Regions from separate parts of the Rattus norvegicus genome. Here region 2 is linked to region 1. A link is a contact called in public Hi-C data. All regions are on one chromosome and are shown on one strand. The core of a region is the stretch at or near the end of the contact, and the rest is flanking DNA. Distances in the headings are between cores, read along the strand shown.

Region 1 (7,509 bases), core at 2,948-5,447:
GGCAGATCCGGATTTGCGATGGCGCACACGAAAGTGGAAGCCAAGAGAGTTTCCGCAGAGAGCAGGAAACACGCTGGGAGCTGCGCGAGGGCCACCTAAGACACACCCGGGTTTCCGGACACCCATGACGCGTGACTACTCACTTGGAGACTTATTCCGGCCCCCGCAGACTGTCTTGGATGGATCCTCAGGTTCTCCCTAGGGGCTGATGACTCCACCCTGACCAGTAGGAACCCAGGGATCTAACTCATCTGCACAGGACTCTGGTGATCCGACGGGACACAACCTAGAGGCTCAACGGCTGAGAAGCAAAATGTCCACACTGGGACATGCCCTCGCCTGCCCTTACCTGGCTGGAGCCCAGCCCCAGCCCTTGGCCCCACCCCTACAAGCTCCGCCCCATCGAGGCCCTCTCTTTCCGGCCCCGCCTCCATAGAAACGTCCTGGGACCTGTCGGCGCCGGTGGCCGTGCTCCCTATGAACGTGAACGTGTGTGTGTGTGTGTGTGTGTGTGTGTGTGTGTGTGTGTGTGTGTGTGTGTGTGTGTGTGCGCGCGCGCGTGTTTATCTTGTTCTCTATAGATTCCTCTTCCTTGACATCTTCTAGTGGTCCTTACAGTCCCGCTCTTGGGATAGGCGCCCCGCCTCCTCACGGCCACGCCCCACTAGTGCTGTAGTTTGGGAACTAGAACGATTTTTACTCTTTCCTTCTTTTTTCTTTTTACCCCCGTCTCCCTTCTCTCAGCTCCTTTATAGCACTCAGGTATGTATCCGACGATGGCTTAGATTCCTGATCCTTGTGCCTCCACATCCTGAGTGCTGGAATGACAGGTTTATGTGGTTTATTATGACAGGTATATTTGGTTTATGTGGTGCCTAGGACTGACCAGATAGAGCGCCCTGCCCACTGAAGGAAGCCCAGCCCTCGAAGCCCAGCCTCAAGCTCTAGACTGACTTTTACCGCATGTCATGTCTCCCTGACCGAGTTGAGGGTGTCTCTCCAAATCCCCAGGGATCCAAGTCAGTTCAGGGCAGCCCTGGGGCAGTGGCATTAAACCTGCACATGAAGGCCCGCCCCTCCACCCCGCCCCGGTTTGGAATTGAGAAACGTGTGCGAAAGGCCACAGCTTCTACCAAAGATGGGATCAGGCTGGATTTTGGGACCAAGATGAGGAAAGAGGAGATGGTTTCTCAGGTTGGGGGTGGGGTTCCATCCTGATGCCTGGAGAAGAGTTAGAGGAAGTTGAGGGTTGGGAATTTGCGGAAAGAGAGGCAATACTACGTTTATTAATAGGCCACGTTGTACAAAGCTTATTAGGCTGCGGCAGGGGCTCAGTGGGTAGAGCGCTGAGCCAGCACGCAGAAATTAGGATTTCAACCTCAGCCTTAGGTACATTGCTAAGTTCAAGGTCAGTCTGGGCTCTTGCATGAGATTCTTAGAAGTCTATATATGGGGTTGGGGATTTAGCTCAGTGGTAGAGTGCTTGCCTAGGAAGCGCAAGGCCCTGGGTTCGGTCCCCAGCTCCGAAAAAAAAGAACCAAAAAAAAAAAAAAAAAAAAAGAAGTCTATATATTAGCCGCAGCATTCATTGAACACCTACGGTAAACCAAGACAATTCGGCTTGCTTGTTCTGTCTCAACGGCTTAATTTTCACATACATCCTCCTAAGAATGAGATAGGTACAATTCACCCCCATTTTCTCAATGGAGAGACTGAAGCACGAGAAGAGGGGAGCTAAGCCATTCATGCAAATGTACCTCAACTTGGGACTGTTGGGGATGGAACTGGAATCTGGAAACCTAGTGGGCGCTCTCCAGCTCGCCCCTCCGGTTTTTTTTTTTTTTTTTTTTTTAAACTGCGTGTTCTTCCCCAATAATCTCCTACCCTAACTGCGTGCAAAGAAAAGAAATTGTTACACAGTTTACAGAAGCGGGAGAGGACACATAGGAAGTCACAGATGCCAAAAATAGGGGATGGAAATTGTCCTGTCTGTAGGGTTGCAAAAGGGAGGTTTCCAGCTTGTGCCCACGTCTACCCATATCCTCAGTATGTAAATCAGATTCAGGCTGGTCCAGCGAAGCCGTCCAGCGCCGCCTAGTGGCCGTAAGGATAAAAGGTGACGTGCTAACGGAGCGGCTTGGAACCTGGTGGGCTAAGTCAGGGAGAGGCTTCCTTACCAAGGTCATTTTAGCTCTTGATAAGCTAAGGTCAGAAGAGCAGTAAATATTTGTTAAACAAATGAATTAATAAATAACAGGGAAGATCAGTGGTGGCCTTGACTCGGAGGAGAACTCGTAGCAGGAAAGGTGGGTTATAGTATAAGTGTCAGGTTTGTTGGGCAGTCAGAGTTTGAAGGAAAAAAGTAGGGAAAGGTGGAGGAGGGCTGCGCTTAAAATTTAGGAAGACTTGGGGTTGGGGATTTAGCTCAGCGGTAGAGCGCTTGCCTAGCGAGCGCAAGGCCCTGGGTTCGGTCCCCAGCTCCGAAAAAAAGAAAAAAAAAAAAAGAAAAAAAAAAAAAGAAAAAAGAAAAAAAATTTAGGAAGACTTAAGGGGAAAAAAAGACATTCGGAGGCTGGGGAGATGGTTCAGTCAAATGCTTGCTACTCAAATGAGAGGGCAAGAGTTCAAATCCCCAGGGCAAAATTAAAGAAGGAGGAGGTAGTCTGTGCTCTTTATTCTCAGTGTTCCTAAGATGAAATGAGGGCAGAGACAATTCTGGAAGCTCAGAGACCAGCTAGCCAGGAGCGGTTAGCCCATGAGCAAGAGAGGCTCTACCTTAAGTGAAGTGGAAGAGGGGACTTACACTGAGGTTGTCCTGCGACCTCAACACACACGCCAAAGTGTGTGTGCATCACACACACACATGCATGAATGTACACAAGCTCGTGCAGCACACTGGCGCATGGTATTCACAACACAAGTTTAAAGGAAAAAAGGAAAGGTGAGAGGGCTCTGTGGGCAAAGGTGATTGCTGCTAAGCCTGATGATCTGAGTTCAATCCCTGGGGTTTGAGTGGTGGAAAGAGAACCTATTCCCTCATGTGTCCTTTGACCTCCACACATGTACTGTGCCCCACATGTACATTCACACATACACACATACAACACACAACACACACACAAAGTGAGAAAATAAAATGTAATAAAAGTAAAAAATGGCCTTTAAAGTAGAATATATTTTCTAATTTTACTATAGTTATATCCGTTGGTAATTTCCTACATGTTAACAGGCTATCTTGGTTCTTCCCACCGTCAGCCCCCCCCTCTGACTTTCCCCAAGCACTCCCGATGAGAGTGGACTCTCTACCTTGTCCCCACTTACTTGCTCTTTTTTAACGCGCTGCGCCCATTACTGCTGCCTGTGGGCAGTTGGCTCCTTCCTGGTTTGATCTTGTGCTGCCACCACAACTGCACTGAGTTCATGAGCACAGTGGCCATGGCATGGCATGGAGACAGCGCTTCATCCCCCACCCTACTCTCTCTCTTTTTTTTTTTTTTTTTTTTTTTTTTTTGATCTGGGGACCGAACCCAGGGCCTTGAGCTTCCTAGGCAAGCGCTCTACCACTGAGCTAAATCCCCAACCCCCCCCCCCTACTCTTACCTACTTTCTATCCCTTCTTCCAAGCCTTGGGGTGGCAGCGGAGATGTTCCACGCATGGCTGAGCACTCAGTAGTCAGTGACATAGGAAACGACGGAGTGAATTAGTGTGGTGGGTACAAGTGCAAAGGCTCTGGGGCAGGAGGGAGTGAAGGACAGAGAGAGAAGAGGCTGGCGGGGGTGGGGCAGGGTGAACTTGGGTTTTGACCCTGTGGAAGAAGGAAGGTGGATCCAGAAAGGTTATGGGTGGTGGAAGAATAGTCGAGACCTGACTCAGTGTTCAATGGTCCCCTTTGGCTGCTGCAGGGGCAACAGACTGTGAGAGAACAGGGCCATAGACAGGGGACCAGGAGAAGACAGAGGAGGTGACAGCCTATGTGCCTACAGCTGGATGAGGTAGTGCAGGTGCCCAGGTCTGCTCAATGTGGGTGGAGAAGGGGAAGGTCACACTAGTGAGGGGAAGGTGTGAGGGTGGAACTGCAGATGCTCCCCTCCGCCCCACGGCTCCTCCCCACCCCCACCCCGGGGCGACAGTTACAGTCATAGAAGAGGAAGTGGTGTTGTAGTTGTCCCCACTGGGGCAGGCAGCAGCGGTGGTGAAGGAACGAGGGTGCACGGGGCCTCCCCGAGGGGCCAAGGGAGAGGCAGGCAGCCACTATGGAGCTCTGGCGACAGTGCACCCACTGGCTGATCCAGTGTCGGGTGCTGCCTCCCAGCCACCGTGTGACCTGGGAGGGGGCCCAGGTGTGTGAGCTGGCACAGGCACTGCGGGATGGTGTCCTCCTGTGTCAACTGCTTAACAACCTGCTCCCCCACGCCATCAATCTGCGGGAAGTTAACTTGTGGCCCCAGATGTCCCAGGTAAGTCTGCCGGGTGATGGCAGGGCATGGCTGGATGGAGATGGGGAGGTCTGGCTCTGGCTAAGGGGAGGTGTTGAGCAGAACAGAGCTCTGGGTAGGTTTGTAGACTCTTGGTTGCCTTGTGTCTGTCCTGGGAAATTTCCCTAATCCCCAGCTGACTCTGTTTAGATCCATTTAAATTAAGGGGTCCTAAGAGGCCTCCTTGTAGTTAGCCAAGAGGGTGCATGAGGTTGGAGCACCAGATTCAAGCATTGAAGAAAGAGGCCTTCAGTTTCTCCTCCACCGTGGGTGGCTCCTCCTCTTCCGCCTCTTTTGTCTCTCCCCCCCCCCCCACTCCTTCCTCCTCACATCTTCCTTCACCTCCATTTCCTGTCGTGCCTTTGTGCTGTGTGGCATGGAGCGCTGGGGGCTGCAATGTGAGACCCCGTGGCATCCTAACTCTATCCATTTCATGAAGGGCCCATTGAATGCAGGGCCCAGGCCTAGGATCCTAAAAAGGTCCTGGGTGACCCCGACTTTCTGCATTCTCCATGCTTCAGGTGGACGGAGGCATGGTCAGACTATGCCCTGGTGAGCTTAGGAAATGTATTCAAATCCTTATTTGAATGTGGCTAAGGTGGTGGTGAAAGGTGACTGGTGGCTTTGTATTCTCTTGTCTGCTTTCCCAGGGATGCTGGGGTTTTGGGGGGCCTGATAGCCCTAGAAATGGAAGTATAGGTTCAAGTTAAAGGGACACAAAGCTTTACCATGGGGTGTGAAGGACATAGTCATATCTAAGGGAACATGGCCTTGCCCTGGGCTCTGAAGGACACAGCCTTGGTGTAAGTGACATCTGTCCTCTTGCCCTCAGACTGCCAGTCCTGCACAGCCTGTTTGTACAAGTCCCAGGAGGCTGTCCTTGGAAATGATGGTCAACGGGACTGGAGCCTGGTCTTTTCCCTCATGTGAGGGATCCGATGGAGTTGAAGGAGGAAGTTACTTTAAGAATGGCCTGCTGGGGTCTCTAGGATATTTCTGGGGTTGTCAGTGAGGCAGCAATCCCCCAAGCTGTTGCAAGTTCCCTGGAGGAAGTAGGGAAGAGCAGCCCCTGTCCCCCGCGGACTTTCCCTCTTCCTGGCTGCAGGTCAGCAGAGATTTGCTTACATTTGCCTGAACTCCAGTAGCTTCAAGGGCTTGGGGAAGTAGTCATGGGACTCTTGGGCCCCAGCTCTGGCGGGACTGGAGGTGCCCTACGATGTGGCAATCGCAGCTCTTGGGAAAACAGTTAGAGTTAAGGATGAACTTCCATCCCTGTGTATCATAGCCAAGGCTGATTTTCTGAAGGGCAAGTGTGCATGGTGTTAGTCCCCAGAGGACCAGCTGTGTTCCAATGACAGTCCTAGTATGTGTCAGCCAATGCTGGGAACTTGGCTCTGGCCCCCAAAGAATTCTTAAACTCAAGGAGACAGAAGAAGATGCATCTCAGGCCCTTGTGCTCTAAGAATGTAAGAAAAACACTGCTTGGGAGAATTAGGACTTATACAAGAGGGGATATTTAAGCTGGGTTTTGAAGAATCAGTAGGAGTTTTCTCTTTGTTCCGGCTCCCTATGCTCAGTTGTGTGAAGCCTCAGGCTGGGCCAATGTTCACTGTAATCTTCCCCACCACCTTCTCTCTAGCCTCTGGTCTTTCTGACTTCTTAGGGAATTCTACATCTGGTGGAGGTGTGTGTGTGTGTGTGTGTGTGTGTGTGTGTGTGTGTGTGAGAGAGAGAGAGAGAGAGAGAGAAAGACAGACAGACAGAGAGAGAGAGAGAGAGAGAGAGAGAGAGAGAGAGAGAACCAATGGGTATGCCAGAGGAAATACCTTATGGATGTCCCCTCTGGGCCTCTGAGGCATTTGTTAGCAGAATTAAGCCAGGAACAGAGTGGCCCATGGGATAGGGAGGGCAGAAAGAAAAAGAAAAAGCCATGGACTGGGAAACAGCAGAGATAAAGTTGTAGAGATTGGAATGAGAAGACTAGTTTCTTCCTTTCCTTATCTCTCTCCTTTGTTGAGGAAATATGGAGGAAATAATCTATATACCACGCACCCACTCATCTACCCACCCATCTATGCATCCTTCTATCCACTCATTCACCCTTCCATCTGTCTGTCCATCCATCCACCTTCCATCCATCCATCCATCATCCATCCATCCATCCATCCAGCCAGCCAGCCAGCCAGCCAGCCAGCCAGCTATCAGGTTCAAAAGAAACTTGGGGCAAATGGCTTACCACAGTGCCTATTAGCACACCAAAGCACATGCTGGTGTTTAGACTTCTTACCCCACTCTCCTCCCTACACATCACCAGCTTAGGGGGTTGCCTTCCCAGTTTCCTCTTCCTATAGAACCCTGCCATGTTGACCATGTGCTCTCTGCACTCTTGGTCCCATCTCTTGGCCCGCCCTCCTCGCTTGCTCTTCCCCCTCCCAGCAAGCCTGGTCTGTTCTGCTGGCTATGCTCAGTCTACTACTTTCTCTCCATGCGCTGTATGCTCATAGGTGATTCTGGCTGTATTCTTCCTCATAGCTACAACAAAACTTCCCCATCAACCATACCTCAGGATGGTCTTGTACTCACTTTATACATGTGGTGCTGAAAATCCCACTTTATGCTCTCCTCCCTCGCCCCTCTCTCCTTCCCTTCATCTCTCCATCCATCCATCCATCCATCCATCCATCCATCCATCCATCCACCCATCCACCCATCCATCCATCTACCCACCCATCCACCCACCCATCCATCCATCCATCCATCCATCCATCCATCCATCCATCCACCCATCCACCCACCCATCCATCCATCCATCCATCCATCTACCCATCCACCCATCCAACCACCCACCCACCCACCCACCCATCCATCCACTCATCCATCCATCCACCCACCCACCCATCCATCCATCCATCTACCCACCCACCCATCCACCCACCCACCCATCCATCCACTCATCCATCCATCCATCCACCCACCCACCCATCCACCCATCCATCCACCCACCCACCCATCCATCCATCTACCCACCCATCC
Region 2 (7,509 bases), core at 3,535-6,034, 55 kb after region 1:
CATGTGTGCATGTATATGTGGAGGTCAGGGGTCAACTTGGTATATCATTTCTCACATGTCATCATTGTTTCTTTTGAGACAGGCTCTCTCTCTTGTTTGGAAAGCTGTCAGTGAGCTGTCAGACAGGAGGACAGCTTGGGCTGGAGAACAGAAGACTGTTTTCTCTGGGTGCTGGGAAAAAAGAATGTCAGAGCTTCTTCTTAACAATTAAAGAGTTCTTTGTTCTGGGGCTGGAGAGATGGGTCAGTGGTTAGGAGCCCTGGCTGCTCTTGCAGAGGACCTGGGTTCAGCTCCCCACACCCACATGGCAGCTCACAGCCATCTGTATCTTCAGTTCCAGGGGATCTGATGCCCTTTCAAGCCTCTGCAGGCACCACACACACAAAACAGTTTAAAAATGTTTCTTTATTCCTAAGAATTTCATATATGTGTACAATGAGTTATGGTCATACATAGTAAACATGTATACTTCCTTCCTCTAACTCTACCCACACTCTACTCAACACTTTCCCCTCCAAACTCCACGTCTGCAAACAAGCACGCAGACAAACAACCCCACTACCAAAATGTAGTTAGTGCTGCCCACTTGCAGGGCTGCAGGCTGTGTGCTGGAGTATGGGGCAAAGACTAGTGGCCACACCTTCAGCAAAGAATGACTCTTTCTTCCCCAGCAGCTCCCATTGCCGAGAGCTCCTCAGCGGGGGTGTGGCCTGGAGAACATCTTCCCAGCTGTGCTGGGACTTTGGCTGGCTTGGTCTTGTGCATGTAACCACAGCGGCTGCGAGTGTCTTCACCATGCCAGAGTCTCACTGTACTCTCCCAGCCTCCTGCCCTTCAGTCTTCTTGCTTCCTTTGCTGTGATTTCTAGCAAGCCTCAATGGTAGTGGGGTTGGGCTGGAGAGATGGCTCAGCGGTTAAGAGCACCCGACTGCTCTTCCAGAGGTCATGAGTTCAATTCCCAGCAACCACATGGTGCCTCACAACCATCTGTAAAGAGATCTGATGCCCCCTTCTGGTGTATCTGAAGACAGCTACAGTGTACTTATATATAATAAATAAAATAAATCTTTAAAAAAAATGGTAGTGGGGTTAATTGTTTAGGGATGAGCACTTCATCTTGTATTCTTTGACCAATAAGGCATCTCTCTACTGACCACGGTCTACTGTAGAAGGCCCTTCTGTGACCAGGCTAAAGGCTGCCAGGGTTGTGGGTGTACACATAAATACCTAGAAGGTATTTTAATAACATGACCATTTAGGAAAATGACAGCAGCAGGTGCTAGCCTAGAGCTAGCCCTCCTAGCCCTGGGCCTCCTAGCTCTGGGCCACATCCTCTCAGCCATAGGTCATGACCTCCCAGCCCTGGCTGTGACTCCCAGCTGAGGGCCTTTGACCAGAGCCACAGTCCTGAGCAGGAAAGTGCTTCTGTCAAAGACCCTTCGATTTTATTTTCATTTTGTTATTATTTGTTTTGGAGACAGGGTCTCATGAATCTCACACTGGCTATGCACTCACTGTATAGCCAAGGGTGACCTTGAACTCCTGATCTTCTTTTTCTACCTCCTAAGTGCTGGGAGGTGTGTACCAACATGCCTGGTTTATTCTGTGCTGTGGATGGAACCAGAGCCTCACACATGCCAGATGAGAGCTCTATCCACTGAGCCCCAGCTTCCTCCAGCACAGAGAAATCTCTTTTCTCATGGTACCCTATTTGGGGTGTGGATGGACTTGGGGGATAGAATTCCATCTCTTTACCACCTCAGACCGTAGCTCATTTTCTCCTGTCTATGCCATCTGTCGTCTGTTCTTTTGGCTTCAGACTTCTGTTTATTTTTGCATGTTTTTTTTTTTTTTGGTTCTTTTTTTTTCGGAGCTGGGGACCGAACCCAGGGCCTTGCGCTTCCTAGGTAAGCGCTCTACCACTGAGCTAAATCCCCAGCCCCTTTTTGCATGTTTTTAATAGTGACTATTACTGAAGCCTAGTAATGGGTTTTCTTATAACATTTCCATATATGTACTATTTATTTTGATCATATCCTCTGTCATGTTCTCTTGCCTCCTTCCACTCCTGCTGATCCCTTTCTTTTCCTACGCAGTACCTTCTACTTCCACGTCTAGTTTTTGATAGAACACTGAACTCCATCAGGGTTGAGAGGAGAGACTGTCACAGGAGTGTGGGCCACTGACTGTGGTTACACCCCTGAAGAAATGTGTGTCCCGTCCCCGGAGACCTTGAACTGTCTATCAATCCCAGGAAGGGGTGGGGCCTCGTGAGCCCCTCCCCTCCCAACTGTCAACTCTATCAAGCCCAGGAAGGGGCGGGGCCTCGTGAGCCCCATCCCCTTAGCTCTGTTCATTTTGTTTCAGAAAAGCCTGTGCATCAGACTGATTCTTTTTTAACATATATTATTCATGCCTTGGTGTCTCTTTCTTATTGAATAGACTTTATTTTTAAGATTGTGGTTAAACACAGCATGCAGTCTACCGTACCTGCCGTTTTGAGTGTTTTAACTATTGCTAAGTGTATTCATGACTCCAGGATCAATGCCCACTTTCCAGAACTTTCCCATCATTTACATGACACCCTCCACGCTCTGCCCCCAGGCCCTGACCTCTGTCTGTCAGACTTTACCTGCGGTACTTTAGGGCCAGGGCAAGAGCCAAGAAATTGCCTTTTTGGGTGGATTTCTTTTGATCAGCCTGGATCACCTTTACCAAGCTCAAATAGAAGAACAGCTAGTGTGGGTGGCCAGGGATGGGACAGGGCTTCAGAGTGTACATTATTCAGGAAGGCGCCATTGTATTGAACATCCCCATGGCCCAATATTAGGTCCAGTTTCCTGGGCAGTGGAGAAGGTGGTTGAGACATAATGGACTTGGAGGTCATCTCAACCCCTGGAAAATTCACTGTACATTACCAGAGAGTCAGGGGTTATACTTTTTTGAAGGCACAGCATCATGACGTGTCTGGGAGATGGCTCAGAGGTTAAGAATTCTTGCTGCACAAACATGAGGACCTGAGTTTGAATCCCCAGAACCCAGTAAACTCCTGGGCTTGGCCATGTGCGCCTGTAACAACCAACCCTGTGCAGGAGGATGTCTGGGCTGTCAGCCAAGCCCTGGGTTCAGCAAGAGTGTTGGGGCAAAGTGGGGAGTGTTAGCCTCCTGTAGCCTCCATACCGGTGATACTATGAGCATCTGCACGTGCGGGTGTTACAGGTGTGAATGTATTCTACACAGCACACACACTAAAAAAGCTGAGTCTCAGGGCTAATCTGTGGTCTCAGCACCCTAGTACAGTGGTCACCACCCCTCTGGGGGGTCGAATGACCTTTTCACAGGGGTCGCATATCAGAATATCCTGCATATCAGATATTTACATTACAATTCCTAACAGTAACAAAATTACAGTTATAAAGTAGCAATGAAATAATTTTATGGTGGGAGACTACCACAACATGAACTGAATTAAAGTGTCACAGCTTTAAGAAGGTCGAGAACTACTGGTCTAGTGACTAACAGAGGCCACGGCACTCCCTGGTTCTCTCTCAGGAAAGCCAATGCCCAAGCATTGCCTTATTCACACACTTGGCCAAGGATAGACTATGGCACAGGAGTCTGGTATGAAATGCTTGTCATGTCTGAGGGGTCTGCCTTCACCGTAGGGAGAGCCAATGGATTCACAGGTATCAAGAACTGCATTAGAGTTCTGCACTAGAGGAACAGGACTGATAGAATCAATAGATATCAAGGAGAGATTTATTAGTCTGGCTTATATGATGCAGCTTGGGCTGCCTGTGTGCTACGGAGGCTGAGAACCGGGGAACAGCTCAGTCTATGAGGTGGTGCGGCAAAGTCCAGATCTGAAGGCCTGGGGGCAGGGCGGTGGTTTCTGGAGGGTACCAGGTCTTCAATCTATGTTAGATAAGGATTGTAGGAACAACACAGAGGCAGCAACAGAGTGGATGTGCTCTCCAGGAAGGGGCAAGAACAGGCTGAAACCCAATAACATTTCCCTCTCTGGAAGCTGCCAGCCACTGTCTAGGAGGCCCTTCCCCCGTAGATTCCCCCAGAAGCATGTGTCTCAGCCGATTCAAGTTCAAGTCAAGTTTGACCATCACAAGAACCATGACAACAGAAGGTTGCCCTTTCCCATGGCTTTTCCATGAGAAGGAGAGGCTGAATCATGTGATGTTGAGGAGTTAGAGATCATGAATTTGCTCTTGGAGCAATTCCAGCCATTCCCAGAGTGCTCACTCTGTCTTTAAGGCTCAGGGCGGCAGAAGTTTGTATTCTGTGGTGCAGGCTAGGTTTTGCTGCAGTGACTGTCTACAGGTTGACCTGTAGGGTCTGTGGGGGATTGTCTTAACTATGTTAAGTGATGTGGGAAGAACCAGCCCACAGTGGGGCACATCATTCCCTAGGCAGGGATACAGAACTGTGTGTAAATGAGTAAGCTGGCCTTCATTTCTTCCTTCTTGACTGTGGTTGTCCTGTGACCAGTTGTTTGAGGTGTCTGTTATAATTGCCCCACCAAGATGGACTATACTCTAGAACTGTAAACTCAACCCCTAGCTCTCCAAAACTCCCCTTTTTTTGTCGGGATATTTTATTATAGCATCAGAGACTAGGACAATCCTCAAAATACTCCCCCTTAGCTGTTTTAATGATTTAAAAAGACGAAGATGTGGGAAATCAGATACAAGTTAAAACGCAGAGGCGGATATCCAAGCAGGCCTGGTCCAAGGCAGATAGCTGGAAATTAAAGGCACGATCACCCCCTGGTGGACATGTGCGATAATGACAACGTCTGCAGCTGGGCGGGTCGCTGGCGGGCAAGTGGGGGGAGGAAAGGGGGAAGAAATTGAGTTTGTGGGTGTGCACACGCGTGTTTGCTCACAAATCTATGTGTATGAGTTCAGAGAGGCATCCAGGAAGGGACCCTGGTATTTCTGGTACCTCCATTCAGCCTTCTAGAAGGAATGAACAGCAGCACTACCGGGATGATGTGGTGTTTTCAACTTATTTTTAGTTTCTTATTACATTTATTTGATTTGTGTGTGTGTGTGAGTGCACCGTGCGTGAATTTCACAGGAGCATGCGGAGGCCAGAGGACAACTTGCAGGAGTCAGTTCCCTCTTTCTACCATGTAGGTCTTAGGGATTGAACTCAGGTCGTTAGGGTTAGTGGCAAGCTCCTTTACTTGCGGAACCATCTCACAGCCCTATCCCTCAGTAATTTATTGTTACGTATTTTTCTTAAAAAATGTTTAAAACATATTTTTGGATCTGTAGTGATTTCTTTCTGAGCTTCATTTGTTGAATTGGTCTTTGGACAATTTTATTTTGTCTTTTAAAAGAGAAATGTGTAAAAGGAATTTTACTATGTGTACTAGTGGAATTTCATACAATGAAGTCAGGCATAGAGCCGTTTTGTCCTTAGGACTCCAGCGAGCTGTGTTTCCCTGTCTGTGTCGCTGAGAGGCCCTTGTTTCATTTCTATGGGGCCTAAGCACACAGCATTCACTTGCAGTGGTGTGCTGTCACCTAGTGTCCATGAGTGATATGGTCCCTGGGTTCAACTGTGTATGTTCCTCAGACTCACTGTCATCCCAATCTTCTTCCAATGTCATGCCTCTTTTTAAATTTAAAATAGCCCATCCAGTCCAATTTGGGATGTCCATGAGTCCTTGGTACGTGGCTATCCACTGGAGCCTGGTCAGCCTATGGGGTCAGGGACAGAGTTTAAAAACCTGCCTTTCCTTTTGTCTAGCTCTTCAGGGTGGACTTATTAGTCTTTCCACTTGCTGCAAGGTGGACTGGGCTGATCGTAAGCAGCAGCCGCAGCTGCTGGAGTTCATGAGTGCTGGGGTCCTGCTTTGGTCATGCCTGGCCTCTGGCTCTTACAGTCTTCCTGTCTCCTTCTAAGCCTTATTTTTGGGACAGGTTCTTCCACAGGCCTGGAGTTCACTAAGTAGGCTGGCCAGTCAGCGGGCCTTGGGGATACACCGATCCCTCCACACCTCTCCCTGTCCAGGACAGAATACAAAGCTTCGTTTCCGTACCCGGACTTTTATTTTATTTTTACATTTCAATTTTTTTCTTTAAAAGCAGTGAGTTGTGTACAAGGGGGTTAAATGCTTTATAGACAAGAAAAAAAACTGAGCTAGAACCAACTTATTAATCTTCTTCCTCTTCCTCATCTTCTTCATCCTCATCATCTTCCTCTATCTTCCTTTTCTTGATCTTTTCAATCTTGACCACCTCTACCCTCACCCCCTTTTTGCTGCATCAGGTTTTCCTTTAAGCTCTGTAGGCAGCAATATCCTTCTCATACTTCTCCTTCAGCTTGGCGGCCTTCTTCTCATAGGGCTGCTTGTTATCTGTGGCAGTGTTGTTCCACATCTCTCCTAGTTTCTTTGAAACATCACCAGTGGACAAGCCAGGATGCTCACCTTTGATTTTGGGGCAGTACTCAGAACAGAACAAGAAGAAGGCCGAAAGAGGCCTCTTGTGTATATTGGGGTCATTGAACTTCTTTTTGGTCTCCCCTTTGGGGGAGATGTAGGTTTTCATTTCTCTTTCATAATGAGCCTTGTCAGCCTTTGCTGCATCTTCAAATTTCCCCTTTTCTTTTCTTCTTCTTCTTCTTCTTCTTTTTTATCTTTATTAACTTGAGTATTTCTTATTTACATTTTGATTGTTATTCCCCTTCCCGGTTTCCGGGCCTCCCCTTTTCTTTTTTTCTCTCCATCTTATACCCAGACTTTTAAATTAGGGTGTGCAGAGCTCACTCAGTAAACACTTACTGAGTCTGACTCCCCAGGTTACTCCCCTCACTCCCTTATCGTAAGCCTGAGTCTCTCTGTGTAGCAGATCAAGGCTGGGTTTGCACTCATTATTCTCTTGCCTCAGCCTCCTGAGTAGCTGAGATTTTCTAACTCTGCACCACAAGGTTCGGCTACTATGAGCAGTTTATGCATTAATAAAAACTTAGGCTGGCTGTGGTGACATAGACCTTTTATCCCAGCACTTGGGAGGCAGGGGCAGGGGCAGGGGCAGGTGCATGCCTGTGGGACCAGTCTGGTCTCCAGAGTGAGTTCCAGGACAGCAAGGGCTACAGAGAGAAACCCTGTCTCAAAAAACCAAAATCCAAAAACCAAATAACATCCCCCCCAACCAACCAACCAAAACCAAAACCAAACCAAACCAGACCAAACCGAAAAAGAAAACAACAACAAAACCCAAAACCCAAACCAAACCAAAAACCAAAAACCAAAACAAATCCACCCCTCTCCCACCAAATGGGTGTGGGTTGGCGGGGCTGGAGATGGCTCGGTAGTGAATGCACTTGTCAATTTCTGATGACCTAAGTTCGACGACCTCTGGGACTTATATGGTAGAAGGTGAGAACCATTTCTTGAAAGCTGACCTCTGACCTCCGTATGCACATGGTGGCAGTAGACACATTTAAATAAATAAATAAATAAATAAATAAATAAATAAATAA

Evidence for each region. A called contact is a pair of places that touch in the nucleus more often than the background predicts.
Region 2: a contact with region 1 is called in a Hi-C map of Schwann cells, with 4 times the contacts expected there. The contact joins the enhancer-like site here to the promoter of Vav1 in region 1. A contact is called at or near these places in 3 of 12 Hi-C or Micro-C datasets (the A7r5 cell line, Schwann cells and frontal cortex).

What each region holds. Positions count from the first base shown.
Region 1 is chr9:2,244,758-2,252,266 of GRCr8, forward strand. Vav1 (vav guanine nucleotide exchange factor 1) reads left to right here and starts at 4,198. Exons shown (of 27, transcript NM_012759.2): 1 at 4,198-4,458. The coding sequence starts at 4,255.
Region 2 is chr9:2,298,942-2,306,450 of GRCr8, forward strand. No RefSeq gene overlaps it. Among named protein-coding and RNA genes, the nearest start is that of Adgre1, 27 kb to the right of the region's middle. Within about 2 kb of position 4,785, at least 3 of the 93 cell types and tissues checked have an H3K27ac peak or open chromatin away from gene starts, as enhancers often do. A contact at or near this core is called in Schwann cells, where this site is marked.